2 separate regions of the Anas platyrhynchos genome follow, and region 2 is linked to region 1. A link is a contact called in public Hi-C data. All regions are on one chromosome and are shown on one strand. The core of a region is the stretch at or near the end of the contact, and the rest is flanking DNA. Distances in the headings are between cores, read along the strand shown. Region 1 holds the start of NEURL1B (neuralized E3 ubiquitin protein ligase 1B). Region 2 holds the start of SH3PXD2B (SH3 and PX domains 2B).

What was found. Hi-C and Micro-C count contacts between places; a contact is called where the count stands out from the background.
Region 2: a contact with region 1 is called in a Hi-C map of subcutaneous adipose tissue, with 2.6 times the contacts expected there. The contact joins the promoter of SH3PXD2B here to the promoter of NEURL1B in region 1. A contact is called at or near these places in 2 of 8 Hi-C or Micro-C datasets (skeletal muscle and subcutaneous adipose tissue).

Annotation. Positions count from the first base shown.
Region 1 is chr14:10,960,644-10,967,430 of IASCAAS_PekinDuck_T2T, reverse strand. NEURL1B (neuralized E3 ubiquitin protein ligase 1B) reads right to left here and starts at 3,146. Exons shown (of 5, transcript XM_038186493.2): 1 at 3,033-3,146. The coding sequence starts at 3,075.
Region 2 is chr14:11,154,563-11,162,096 of IASCAAS_PekinDuck_T2T, reverse strand. SH3PXD2B (SH3 and PX domains 2B) reads left to right here and starts at 6,061. Exons shown (of 15, transcript XM_038186487.2): 1 at 6,061-6,317. The coding sequence starts at 6,246.

The DNA.
Region 1 (6,787 bases), core at 1,897-4,396:
CCAACCTTCTTGCTTCTCAGCACCGGGTCTCTGGCAGAACACACGTGCTGACAACAAGCAGGGCAGTGGGCAGAGTTTTCAGACCAGCAGCCAAAAGCTCAGCACAGAGGCCCGTGGGTGCTGTGCTGACTTGTAACGCTCCCTAGCATTGCAATCTAGTTTTACACTCACAGACCATTAGTGGAGTTCAGTCAGGGAACGATTGTTTAATGCAGACATAAGTGGATTTGTATTACACAAAGAAAACTTCCCCTGACTTTTGACATTGTCGAGCTGCGCAAGACGCAAACAACTCAGAGCTCCTGCCACACCGCGAGGCTTCCCGCTGCTCACAAGGATGCACGCTGCTCCTGGAGGACGCTGCAGGTCAGCAGTTGCTCTGAAGGAAGATTTGACACGCAAAAAAAAAATAGGAAAAAAGAAAAGACAGGTGGCATGGCTAGCCAGAAACTCTCCCTGAAAGGAATGCTTCTTTGGATCAAGAGGTAATTACTCCTTGGAGACCTGTCTGTCTGTTGTAAACTGTTCTCCAGGAGTTAGACCAGACGCTGTGATATCCAACCACCCCGTACAGGTCCCAACCTAAAGGTCTGAGCCTGGCATCAGCCCCCAGCCACGTCCATCTGAGAGAGTCCCATGCAAGTGTCAGCCTGCCGTGACGTGAAAGGCACCCGCACTCGGGGTGCAGAAGAATTACACCTCCGTCCAGATTTAACAAGCGCTCACGCTATGAGCACAGCTAAGCTGTCACAAGCTGTCAACTGCTACAACTTGTCCTGGTTCTCCAAGGGAAAGGAGCTCTGCAGAAGGGGAAAGGCAAAAGCACACACAAGAAACAAGAACCAATCTGAGATGTGCCCTCCCCAGCTACCAGGAGAGGTTTCCTCCCCTTGGGGACGAGCTGCAGGATGGTATTTGCTCTCCTTTTGGCCAGGCTCAATCCCTTAAGCAACCTGCTTGGCAGTGTCCTTTTCCTGGCATTTATTCAGCTCTTTTTTTTTTTTTCCTGGGCCGGTTCCGCAGAGCAGAGCTGCCTTCTTTAATCCCGGCTGCCCTCTAGCGAGGGATCGCAGCCTGGTGCCCTGCTGTCAGCGAGGCTCTCCTGGAGCAGGGGCAGCCTCGTCCCGCACAGCTCACCCCGGTACCCAAGCCCCTGCCCTGCTGCTCTGTACAGAGATACACAAAGCAGTATTTAAAATACAGCTCCCTCGTACCTTAGTTAGCCACAGCTCCAGTTTTTAAGGGAAATGCATAAGGAAGAGCGCAAACCAAGAACTGCCACCAATGCACCAGGCTCCACATCTCACTGCTCGGAGCATACACATTTTTCTGTGACTACATTGTGCAAATGGAGAAATTACTTCAGGTTGAGAGCAGGCTGAGATTTTTATATGTTCTTACTTTCTCAGTCCTTGACAATTAATTCCACCTCTGTCCAAACCCTGCTATCCGCTGCTGGAACCGCCAGTGAACGCATTTATTTGTCTTCCCTGTTGAGCAAACGGGAGCGCAGCAGTAGCTGTTGACATAATGTATTACCGAGGGCTGACTTGCCTGACAGTACATTAACTTTAAAAATGTTATCTCGGGTACTGTGTTGCAGAACTGGCTTTATAATCAAAGCCTCGATGTTTGGATTTCAAACCCAAAACCGACACTAGGAAGCACAGTTACGCATCGGTTAGAAACAATCTTCCATTACATAGCAAACATGTAAGCCTAATGGTGACTGACTACCCCAAAAAACAAACACAGCAGGAGCAGCTCCCAGGAGAAAGAAATACAAGAAACAAGGGAACCAGCTAGGGCAGAACATTACACCCCGGGCACGCAGTCCCCAGGAACACAATCATTGCCTAATCCCCGGGTGCCAGCAACACCCTGCAGAACAGCAGAGGCCCTCCCTTAATGTACATACACACCTGAACTCAGTACTGCCCCGCACACGTGAGCAACAGGACTAGGAAACCAGGATCAAAAGTCACTTTTTTTTTTCCTCTTGTTCTGCCCACTGCCTGCACTCACCCATTTCCAGAAGCGAGGTGCCTAAATCTGCAGTAAATACCCCAAAATCACAGCCTGCATTGCTCGGAGTGCCTTTTTCTCCTGCACTGGGCAGCACTTGGCATCAGTGTGAGCATACTTAATGCAGATCACCTGGATCTCTGCAGATGTGTTTGGCACTCACCAGAGAGGAGGGCAGCGTGGTTTGGGGCTCCTGGCACAGCTCGGAGGGTCCCCGACCTCCTGACAGGGCGCTGAGGCAGGAGCACCCAGCTCTGCCCTCATGCAGACCGTGTCCTGCGGGACTTGCTCATGTTTAGGGAACGCTGCCAGCAACAAGATGCTTTGCTTTTCCCCCAGACGAAGAGAAAACGAAAGCAAACGCTGACAACTTTTTGAAAGTAGCCACTAAACCCTATCAAACCACCTGAAAATTTGATCGCATTCCTCACCTTCCCACTGAGCGTGAGGAAGGGCAACGCTTCATCCCGATGGCCCGTGGCAGCTCCCGAGCATCTGGGAAGCGGCACCGAGATGCCAAGGGCTCGAAGCCAAGGAGAGACTGAGGAGAAACAAGCCCGGCCTTGCGGAAAGCCGTTACGGGAGGGTGGCAGCAGCGGCGGTGGCAGCCTCTGGGAGCTCCCTGTTCCCTTGGCATCCCCAGCCCGTGTTATTTATTTGCACGTCGCAGCCTTGGCACCTGGCGCGGGTTGGCTGAGCTCCGCCAGCAGCTCCCTTCAAACCCAGCCAACCAAGCAGGCGGCTGGGGGGGGGGGGGGAACACGGAGGCCAGGCACAAAACCACGTTAAAACACCTCAAAACTGCCACCCACCCGCAAAACCCAACGCCAGCACTTTTGTTGGCTTCCCCCCCAAACCCCCTTCAGCCTGTCAGCGCGGCTAGGCGGGCGGCTGAGGGGGCGAAAGGGTTGGGATGATGGCAGCGAGGGGGGACAGCACGGGAAGGGAAGGGGACAACGGGGACGAAGGCAGCCTGAGGGGGAAGGCAGAGCTGTCCCCGCACTTACCGGGGCCGGCGGCACCGCGCAGGACGGACTCGGTGTTCCCCATGGAGGTAGCGGGGCGCTGTGAGGCGGGCGGGCAGCGCCGCGCCGCCGGTTCGAAGCTGGCGCCCGCCCCGCCCCGAGGCCGCCACCGCCAACCGCAAGCCTGCGGGAGGAGCCGCACCGGGCTGGGGCCGCCCGGGATCGGCTGCGAGAGGCTGGGAGGCGGCCTCAGGGCGGCTACGAGCGGCTTGGAAGCGGCCTGAAGGCGGCCGGGTGCCTGCCCGCAGGCCCGCCCCCGGGGCCGTGGACCTGCCTCATGGCGCCCGGCGCTGTGAGGGTGTGGGGTGAGGGCTGCCCGTGCCCGCAGCGAGGTGCGCTGCTGGGGCTGTGTTCTGGAAAAGCTTTGGCATGGCAGCTTCCAACAGGACCAAGATTTGTGCCCCTGTCTCAAATCTGTGCCCTGCCATGCTCTCGTGACGGCGAGCTGGCAGATTTATAGCAGAAATGAGTCCTGCTGTCCTCCCCCCCAGGCACTCTGTTCCCCCATTACTCCATTTCCTCATCTGTTTTCCATGGGGCCGATGTGGGTTGTGGAAGCTGTAAATGAGCAAAACAGGAGGTGTGAGATTCTTGAGCTGTCACGGCAGCCTGGCCACCCCTGGGGGTAACAGAGAGAATGGAGAAGATGGCAGCAGGGGGGCACCATTTATCCCAGTGCCAAGTTCCTCTTTCACAGCCGCAACCAGATCACGGTTACTGGATGCCAGCAGCTTTGAATTGCTTAGATGTAGATAAAGACGTGTCCTGCCCTGGAAAAGAAAGACACGGCGAGAACACGGCATGCAGATAGATGAGCACACTGCTGCCTCGAGCCAGGGAAAGGGCCGGGTCCGGGAGAAGAGGAACAGCAAAGCCTCCGCAGTGCCCCAGCATCCCAGTGCCCCTTATCAGATAGCACAGTTACGCGATGAGAGCCCTGCTGAGGCAGGGATGTCTTCCTTGAGTGTGAGCCTGGCGGTGTCTGGGACATGCGGATGCTCCTTATCTATCTGCTAATGCATTTTTTATCTTCTCCATTAGGTGGGAGCAGCACAGCAAGATCTCGAGTGCTTCAGCAACTTCCAAAGCGGCCTCCGGAGCCGTCGATGATATCCTCGCACATGGCAGTTGTAGCCGTCTCATCACCAGGTTTGGGGTCATTCGTGTGGTTTGGGTTTCTAAAAATATTACCAGCAGCAGCAGCATGATGCAGAACTGCTGAGTGTTCGCAGCAGATCCTGTGACATCCCCGGCAAGTCGGGGCTAGCGGCAGGACGCGACCTGGAGCCCTGAGTAACAGCAGCAGTTGCAACGAAAGGGCACTTGGTTCTCAGACTTTCTCAAAGCAAAAGGGAGGAGACGCCTTGCCCTCTTGGTTCCCAAAAGGCACTTAGACACGCTTTCATTCCTGAGGAGGGTGAGTAGCACCCTGAGAAGCTTTCCCAGCCCTCTAATAACAGGGAAGTTGCAGCTCCCTAAGCAGGTGCAATGGGAACCTGTATTCAGAAGCAGTGAGTCCCCGGATTGCCTACTGCGAGGTGATCACCCCAAGGCCAGGGAAATGGGCCCTGGAGCCATGTGGTTGGCATGCTCAACACTCTCCATTACTCAACCATCTTGTTTCCTGCAGTGTAGCCAGGATCTCAGCCCCTGCAGCCCCAGCAAGAATTTCCAGATGGATAAGAACAGCCTCCTTTTATCTCCATCTGCTCCCATCCCTGCTGGAGCAGCCTCCAGGCTGTCCCCAGGAGGAGGAGAAACCCAGACAAGCCACTCCACGGCCCTCAGCTGGACACTCGCAGGCACTCAGGGCAGGCTGAAGGGAGCCTGGCAACACTACTCTGAGGACAGAAGCAGAAACCTTCTTAGAATGTGCCTTGCAGCCTGTCCCCACTTTGCACCCACTGATTGCTCCCATCACGGATGGAAACGCTGCCCAGGGACAGGATTCCCAGGAGGTACAGCCTCGCCTGCTGGTCAGCAGAAGGTGATACTGCAGCTCTGACAAAGGGCTGTCTAGCATCACACTGCCTAAAATACCCCCCGCAAAATTCCATGTTGTTCCTGAGTATTTTGCTCTGGAAGAAGACCTGATCAGGCTAAATTTTCATAATGGTTTTTTCCACAGTTACCATATCATGAAGAGTACAGATTTCCCAAGCAGATTTGAAGCCAAAATGCATCGATCCTGACCTGTAGAAAGGCTTTTTTACATTCTTCTGTGTTTGTTCAAGCTCTGAACTTTCTACTGTTGCCAAGAAGCAGTCTGGCTAGCAATGACCATGGTAATGATTTTTTAAAACAGGAACATCTGTCTCCGTTGGGAACCAAGCTGAGGTTCACCAGCTCATTTCATACTGAGACCACCGAGCGGCTGTCAGGCAGTGCTAACGCTCAGCATGTGTTATTGGACTGGATCCAAAAGCCTTCAGAAAGGAAAGCTTTAGCTCCCATAAGCTGTCACACCTCAGCTCTAGGGACTCGGCATCTGCACCACGACTCAGCCAGCTGTTCCAGCTGCGTGGTGCAGCCCACAGCTTTCCCAGCAAGACAGAAGACTTCAGAGATCACTCACACACACAGTCACTTCTGCAGGGTAGGTCCGGTCAGGGCTGGGCCAGCCTTGTCTTCACTGCTGCAGAAGCAGGAGGATGCGATCTCTAACAGGGGCTATGGGTTATACAAGGTCACAACCCCTGAGCAACAGGACAGCGAATTAGCTCAGCAAGTAACAAAACATGTCATTTATATTCCTCTCCCCATCAGCCCTTGCTCTGGAAGCACTGGGAGAGTAACACAATGTGCCAAACAAACAGAAATGAGAGTAGACCTTACACAAGGAGAGCACTGGAGCTACTGCCCAGGGCACATCCATGGTCTCAGGCCAGTCCCTGCAGCTCCATATGGTTGCATACACTGTAATTGTGCTGCCTGTCCTAAGGCGTCCATGAACTGACCGGTGGTTGTGAAGGAGCCCTTGTAATTCCCTGTCCCATTGCCCCGCAAGGAGATATTTTGGGTTCTGTCACAATATAATCCTGGAAAACTCAGTGTCTTCCTTCCTGAAACTCTGAGAGTTGCAGCAATAATAATATGAACACCTAGCTTCTTACTTAACAATTTTATTAGCAAATCTCAAAGCACTCCGCAAATCTTGATCCCCAAACTGCAGACAGAGAACCCCATCCCTGGGCAACAGCAGGAATAATGTTTCCATCGAGGTTGCTTGGTGGCAGACCTGGTACAAAACCCCACATCTCCCAGTACTCACTGGTTTTATATCCCTGCAGTGTTAGGGCATGCTGTTGCTCAAATCCTGGACACTTGTGTGTTAGTCCCCCATGCTCCCCGTAAGAAGCTGTTGAAGAGCAAAGAATATATATATTGAATCACTTTACATTTTTTCAGTGTACAACTCCATTAAGGGCCACTTGTAGAATGACAGAAATTTGTTCTTTCTGTGAAGAGCAGCTGAGTGATTTGACAAATCAGACTCCCTCCTTAGGGAGTCTGATTCCTAAGAATCCTTAGGATTCTCTTGAATCCTAACCTCAGATGACTACACCAGGCAAAGTCCTTCACGTATCTTTCCAGCACTTTCTCCCTCTGTAGAAAGCATAAAATAACAATAGATATGAATTTTGCTTTCAGGATGCTGTGGGAGTTAAATAGACACTTATTTTTAAATATCTAAATGGAAGTATATATAGTATCTAAAATGGTCTGCAGGAATTGTT
Region 2 (7,534 bases), core at 4,812-7,311, 190 kb before region 1:
AGTTATCTGAAGAGTGCAAATTGTTTATGCGTGACTTTTTTCCTTTTTTTTTTTTTTTTTTTTTTTTTTTTTTTAATGAGGTTGTCTGGCTTTAGCAGAAGATGTCAGACAAATGCCTCGGTTCCCATGCTTTTTTTGGGACAAGGATGTCCTAGGGCTGCCTCACTGTCTCCTCCCTGCTATGTCCTGCTGCTCTTGCTGAAGTTTTGCTTGGATCTGGGGCCGTGTCATGAGACCGAGATGCAAACCTCGCCTTTCCCTGCCAGTGCAGGGGGGACGCCTCTCCTTGCTCCCCCAGGCTGCTCAGAAAAGCTCCCACCACTTCTGTAACCAGGCCCAGGGCTTTTGTGATCTTTGTTTGCTGCTCAGAGATTTTTACCTGCTTAGGTTTAGTTATTTCTTTCATGTAGATACCTTGCACCAAGCAGGGATGTGCTGTACAACAACAGCTTTGAAAGGAGCTGGTGCATTCGCTGTGATGTTTCCCCTTGTTTTTGAAAAGTTGCTCCAGAACCTAACAACTTCTGCCATGCTGGAAGTGACCTTGCTACTGGGGTCCACCTTGGTTACATAAAAGTGCAGGCTGGGAGTCCAAAAGGGAGGTGGTGAAAGGCAGAGGGAGCTGTTGGTGCCAACCAGCTGGCTGGGGGGGTTAACTGGGCAGCACTGCATTGAGAGAAGGACAAGAGCAAGGTGCCTGCCTCCTTACTCTGTGAAATAGTAAGAGAGGAACTAGCTGAGGACACATAATTAACCACCTCTTTCATTTACCTGTGCCAGGACTGCACCATCCCCTGGGGCACACTGGTCATTTTTGTCCCCAGTGTATCCCCAGGAGTTCAGGGGAGTATTTAACTTCATCTGCACGGCCTTGGCAGTGCCTGAGGGGAGCTTCAGCTGCGAGGATACTTAATTTATGAATACGCTGAAAGTCCTGTATATTCCAGAAATAACCATTAACTACCACCTGCCCTGGTGGAACACTGAAAACAGAGCGAAAGTGACAAATCTCTTTATAAAAAATAGATAGATGACATCCCCGAGAAGTACTTGGTGCTGCACAAGCCGTACTGTTCTCAGCTCTCCTCATTACCTTCTCTGTCCTGTCACATCCTCACAGCTGCCCAGGGTCTTTTCGCTGCTGTGATGGGGACAGTGATGCTCTCAGGGGAAAAAAAAAAAAATCAGGGCATGCAGGGAGGGCCACGGAGCTGGGCTTTGTGCCTCCGTTGCCCTCCTGCTCTTGCAGCATCCTCTCCCCATCCCTCGCTGCAGGAGCACAGCTGGAGACAAGAGCTCCGTCCCCAAATCCCCTGCACCCCGGTATGCTGAGGGCCTTTACACATTTTCCTGCTGCAGGGGGCAAGGTTTAGTGGCAAGGTTTGGGGACGAGGTTTAACCTCCGGCCACCGTTCCCCTCTCGGGCACTAGGTGGCACGCACGCTGAGACGGCCGCCTCGGCTGGCCCTTCGCACAGCTTTAATCCTGGATGCAGAGATCGGCTTTTGTTCTGGCACACCTTTGCCTTCATCTCTGCTTTTCCTTGGTGCTTCAGCATTTTGTCTCCAGAGTTGTCCTCGGGAGCTTCTCAGGTCCCCTTGTACGGGCTCTGCTTCCCTTCTGTGAGACCTCCGTGCAGGAGGGGAGCACTGCCGCCAGGCTGGCTGCCTTCAGTGTCATCCATGCACAGAGCTGAACGGGGCAATATTGGGGTCAAAGCAGTGGGAAATCGCTGCTGGAGGTGGCAGAGAAGTGGTGCAGGACAGCCGTGGCAATACGGTGTGTAACCGCTGCCTCACTGCGCTCCAGCTGCAAAGATCTGCCCTGTAAAGTATTGTGCTAAGAGCACTGTTTTTGGCTCATCTTTGTCAGGGAGCTCGGGGAAGATGAATGAATTTGTTCCGTATGTGAGGAAGGATTAGGAGAATACTCACAGTTCTTAAATTAAGAAAGTAAGCAGAAATAGTGGGCTGTCTGCGGCAGAAAGGCTGCAGGTGCTGTTTTCTCTGGGTGATCGTGGGGCACCATTTCTCATTCCACTAAATTTCTGACACCTGCCAGACCCTAGGGACAGCCCAGCTGTGACCCAGCAGCAGAAAACAACTCGTTTATCCCTAAACTCCCCCCAGTCGCACCTGTACCCTTGTAGCACATAACCTCAGCGTGGGATGTGCTGCTGCCACATCCCTGCTGCTCCTGCAACCGCACCAGAGGTGTGGGGCAAGCACAGGACTCCACGGCCATCGCAAGTGCCTTGATACATGACCGAGGAGCAGCAGAGACCCGGCCAAGGCTCTCCAGCTGGCTTCCTGGCATGCCTCCCACAGGAGGTGACCAGGTCAGCATGCAAAGCCATGCTCTGTCTCCTCAACAGCTCTCATCAGACCTGTTAATTAAACACAGGAGCTGGTTGACGGCATCAGCGGTGATCGGTTCCAACCTCTGCTTGTTCCTGGGTGCTCGGAAGTGATGGAGCTGCAGACGCTGTCTGTGTTCTTGGGGTCCAGGTGCGATGGAGTCACTTCAGTACCCTCTAAGCAGATTACGGCCCTGGGGAAGTAATGCTGATGCTTAAGTGCTTCCGATTGATTTTGTGCAGTCCCTTGGCTCTCCGCCAGAGTCTGTAAGCCTGGAGTGGGTTTTCCCTGGAAGAAACAGATAAAATAACCTCCTGTGCGTAACAAGCTGGCTATTTCATACGTGTGATTTACCCCAGATGTAAAGGAACGGCCCGACAGACCAGCAGCATGTCACTGAGCCCAGAGCAGTGCCCAGAAAGGAGCTGGGAGGGTGAAGGCAGGAAACCAGAGTCTAGGCCCTGGAGCAGGTGGGTCCAAGATGTCAGGAGAGCTCATTCACACCTTCTCCTTTTTGCTTTCAGTCTCATATGTTTCCACGTGGGGATCTTGGGAACTGGATTTATCAGCAAGGGGATGCCCAAAGGTTTTTTGTGCCTCCTGAGAAAGGGGAGGTGAGAGCAAAGCTTTCTCAGACAAAGCCTGACCGTGTCCCTGTGGGCTGCTTCAAGCCACTTCAAGCTCGAGGTCTCCTTCCCAGGGGCACCGTGGGATGTTTCACCCTCTTGTGGGTTCGCACCAGTGGCTGCAGGACCAGGATTAAAAGGCAAGGGGTCACCGATGAAGGTGCCTGGCAGTATGGTCAGCACACAGCAGTGCCAGGGGATGGGCTCACAGAGGGCAGAGGATGGAACAGGAACACCTTTAACAGGAACACTGTAAAAATAGGCAGAATTTTCCCAATTTTCCACCTTCCCAAAGCCACCACCTGCCTCCATGCTAACATGACATTCTGGGGCTGGCATCTCCCCGGTTTGTGGCCAGCATGGTATTACAGAAGCACCAGCAGGGATGAAGTTCCTTTTTGGAGCCATCTCACAGACTTCCCTGCTTGGTCTCACTGCTTCTCCTTCTGGTCCTTACTCTGCCATGCTGTGCAGGTACGGGTGATGGGTGCACAGCAGGCAGTGGCAGTCCTACCCTGTCCCTCTGCGCTGCAGCTGTCCCTGCTCCTAAAACTAGGCCAAACCAATCTCGCAAGAAACACAGTTTAGCATCTTCATGGAGGCTACACCTCCAGGTAAAAACACTCTTTGAATACTTGTTATCATGTTCTCTATTTGCTCCTTCCATATTTTTTTTTCTTGTTAATTGTTACTATTTTTTGCTAACTGGCCTTTTTCCTGATGAGGAAAGCAGCAGAGACTGAGAACTTGCTGCATGTTTTTATACTTGTTTCATGGTTGTATACTGGTGTTTACATTCACTGACGTTCCTGGACATGCACAGACTGGCCCTAGGTTCGTGATCATGAGTCCGAGGTGTCTAGATGACTCTGTGTTAATGTACAGATGGATTGGGCAGCAAAACGATCAGCCTGGCTATGTTGTTTTCAGAGCACGAGGAGTGTAGGGTCAGCCTGTGCACTCTGTAAAACCAAATTACCAGAATGCATGAGAGCAGCTGTGCATACAGATGACCAGCAGCCCAGGCACCTTCTCTGCAGATGCCCAGCATCCAGCAGTCACTGCTAAACAGAACAAACCTGCACCTGAAGCAGGAGGGACGGCAGCTGTAGCATTTGTAACTCAATTGTCTCACTCAATTCCCATCACCTTGCAGTTTAACATCCATTGCATTGTTTAGCAGGTTTCTGTGCCTTTTTTTTTTTTTTTTTCCTCATGTCATTTCACCTCCTGCTGTTTCCCGGTGATCACCTTGCCCAGCCTTTCAGTCCTGAGCTCTTCAGGTTACATCCTTCTCCACCCAGCTTAGCTGCAATGCCCCCAGCTGCTCCATTTCTCTTTAAAGCACACAAAGACCAGTAATTGTTTAATTCCTCTCTTACTCCCACTTTCTCCAGTGTTCCTCATTTCCTCACTATTAGTTTCTTCTCTTACCGACATTATACACAGCTGCTTTCAATGATTTTCTGGTCATCTTTTAGATTATTTATTTGCCCATCTAGCAGGGCTTTAAACCCAGTACAACTCTAGCTGCTTGTGCCTGTAGAACACCACCCAAGTGATGGAAAGCTGCAGTTCTGCCACATTTTGTCTGCCCTGGTGCTTCCCCCAGGCTTTGACTCTTAAATAGCACTCAGGGAGGGGAGCAATGTACAACTAACTGATCCTCATTTATCGCATGGTGGCAGTCGGGCATGCCAGCAGGTGCCAGTGGTGTAGTTTCCCCTTCACATAGCCTAGAATCCTTTTTGCAACCACCTCCTCCACAGGGGCACAGAGGTCTTGTGCTCAGCTGAGGGGAAAGAAGATGAAAACGAGAGCTTTGGGAGGGCAAGGGGGGTGATAAATCCCTGGCAACCTGCCTGCACCTCTCTGATTCTCCATGGTGGCGTTAGCAAAGTTAACAGCATTAAAAAAAAAAAAAAAGGAGCCACATTTAAGGAGCTGCCAAGGAGTGAGATGAGTTGTTTATGATTAAATTAAATTCATATGAAAGCTAATGACCTGCCAGCATGAGTCTTGGGTAACTTTATAATGTAATTAAAAGCCCAACAGGGAAGAGAGCTGTGGTTATGCCACGTGTTGAGAAGCTGCCGGGAAGAAGCAGGCCGAGGGTGGTGCTGGTGCAGAGAAGCACCAGGTCACTGCTTTGTCCTCTCCACTGCTCCAAGGGCACTGCCCGATGGAGTGGGCTGCTGGGGACAAGTGGGGTGCGGTGGCTCAGCTCCCAGCTTCAAAGGGTACAGAGGCAGTCCTGGGTAAGGCCGTTCTGGTGACCCGATCATACCCACAGCCAACAAAGCCTCTATTTTCTACTCAATTCATTCCCCAAATGCCTTAGGGTTGATGCTGTTGGAAACCACGTCAGCAAAGCCTTGGGGGCAGTTGTTACGGGACAAGAGCAGGGTCAAGGACCAAACCCTGGGTGTGAAGCCTATACACAGGTCCCCCATGTCAGGCAGGAGGCATCATCCTGGACCTTCTTCTACTCCCTACAGCTTCATACAAAGGCAAATAGTTGCAGATAAGGCAAGCTGTGCCCCAAGAAGCCGTGCCCTCCTGGAGAAACAGCCGAGCTGCCCCTGACCAGCACTGGACTGACTCTTGTGCTTTGGCATCACCTCGGGATGCTGCTTTTCAAAAGGGCAGAAGGGGAAAGCAAGAGGGCAGTCGCAGAGGACTTGTGCTGCCTCGCTCTGCTTTTTCCACACATATTATTCGGAAAAGCACCACTCGTGGGCTGCCACTTCCCAGCACTGGACACAGGGAGCTGTTGAGCTGCAGGTCGCTGCCCTTGGCGACTTACAGCGAAATGCCCGGAGCGGCCGATGCCACTGCATCCCTGTGCGTCTCCCGTGCCACATCCACGCCAGCTTTTTCCATTTTTTTTCCCGTGATTTTGGGGAACGAAAGGCACGGGGCGGGCAGGCAGAAGCCGGCCGGGTACCCCTTGTGCCAGCTGCGCCCTTAGCGCGGCGGCCACGCGTGGAGGGGACAAACACGCGTGGGGCGGGCGGCCACGCTCGCCCCTTTAAGCGGGCGCTTGTAGGGCCGCCCCGCCGGCTGGGATAGGTCGGGGCGGGCCGGGGCCGCCTCCCGCCCCCGGCAGCGGGCGGGTGGCTGGGCTCGGCTCGGCACGGCTCGGCTCGGCACGGCTGCGAGCTCCGGTCCCGGCTGCGTGCGCCCCTGTGTGTGTGCGCCTTCCCCCAGCGCCACCGCTCCCCGCCGGGCCCCTGGCGCCGGGCTGCGAGGGGCTAGAGGCATGCCCAGGAGGAGCATCGCGGAGGTGAAGGTGCTGGACGTGCAGAAGAGGCGCATCCCCAATAAGCACTATGTGAGTGGCACGGCACGGCTCGGCACGGCTCGGGGCGCACCCGGCCCGGCCCTGGGCAAACAAAGGGCGGGCGCTGCCGATCCCCGGGGAGCTCCGGGATGGTGGGAGGAAGAGGAGGAGGAGGAAGAAAAGGAGGAGGAGGAGGGCAGCGCTGCTGGGGCTGTCCCGGTACCGGGACCCGTTCCCCACCCGGGCAAAGTGGGGGGAGAATGTGGGTAGGGATGTGCCAGGGGGTGCCACTGGGGCTAAGGGGTGCTGGGGCAGCCTGCGCCCCTGGAGTCACCCCCGGAAAGTGTCCCTGCCTTGGTGAGGGGCAGCGTTTGCGGGGGGAGTCAGGAACCTGTTGGCTGTGGGGTCCCCGCAGAAGGACTCCCCGGTTCCATCCTCCTGTGCTTGGGACGGTGCCGCTGTCCCCCACCGAGGTGGCTCCGTGCCCACTGCACCCCTGCTGCCCCGCTGTCCTGGGGAGCACATTCCTGCACACTCCAGGGCATCTTCCCAACAGCTGCGGGGCTGTCTTTTTCTCGAGTTTTTATATTATTATTATTGTTGTTGTTGTTGTTATTTACACTTTGGTGCGCTTCCAGGCATCCATGGAGACCTTGTGGGTGAATCTTGGCAGCAACTGTAAAACAAAGACCAAAATGTTCTCCCCGCCCCGTTTGCCTTAGACCGGGGTGACCCAGTGACACACTGTTCGTGTTGCATTTGGGTTACAAGGACGCGCAGAGTGCCTCATGTCAGCAGATCCAGGCAGCCTGAGCTCTGTGCAGATCAGGGGTTTGTTTTGGGTCCCCCCCAGCTGGCTTGTGGCGGTCAGCAACAGTCAGAGGAAAGCGAAAGAACAAGCTGGCTGTCTCCGGGATTGAGGAGAGTGTAAACAGGGCCGATATCCTCTCCTTGCACCCAGGGAAGTGCCTTGGCTCTGTGATGTGGTGGCCACCACCCCAACCCCTTATCACCTCTTCCTCCTCTCCTGCCTTGTCAGTAGTTTTATCGGTGTCTGCCCGAACCTGGCCCCAGCTCCAGATGTGCCCTTTTCCTGCTCTGTCCACCCCAGACTTACTCACCCTAGCTGGGCTGTGCAGCAGGTCCGGAGGAACACATACGTGAGGAGGTTTGATGAGTTGCGTGTGCTTGTGTTTGTCTTGGCAGATCTCTTGCATCGCCCTCAGGTCCCGTAACGGGTGTGCTGGGGTTGCCTGGGGCTGCTCCTC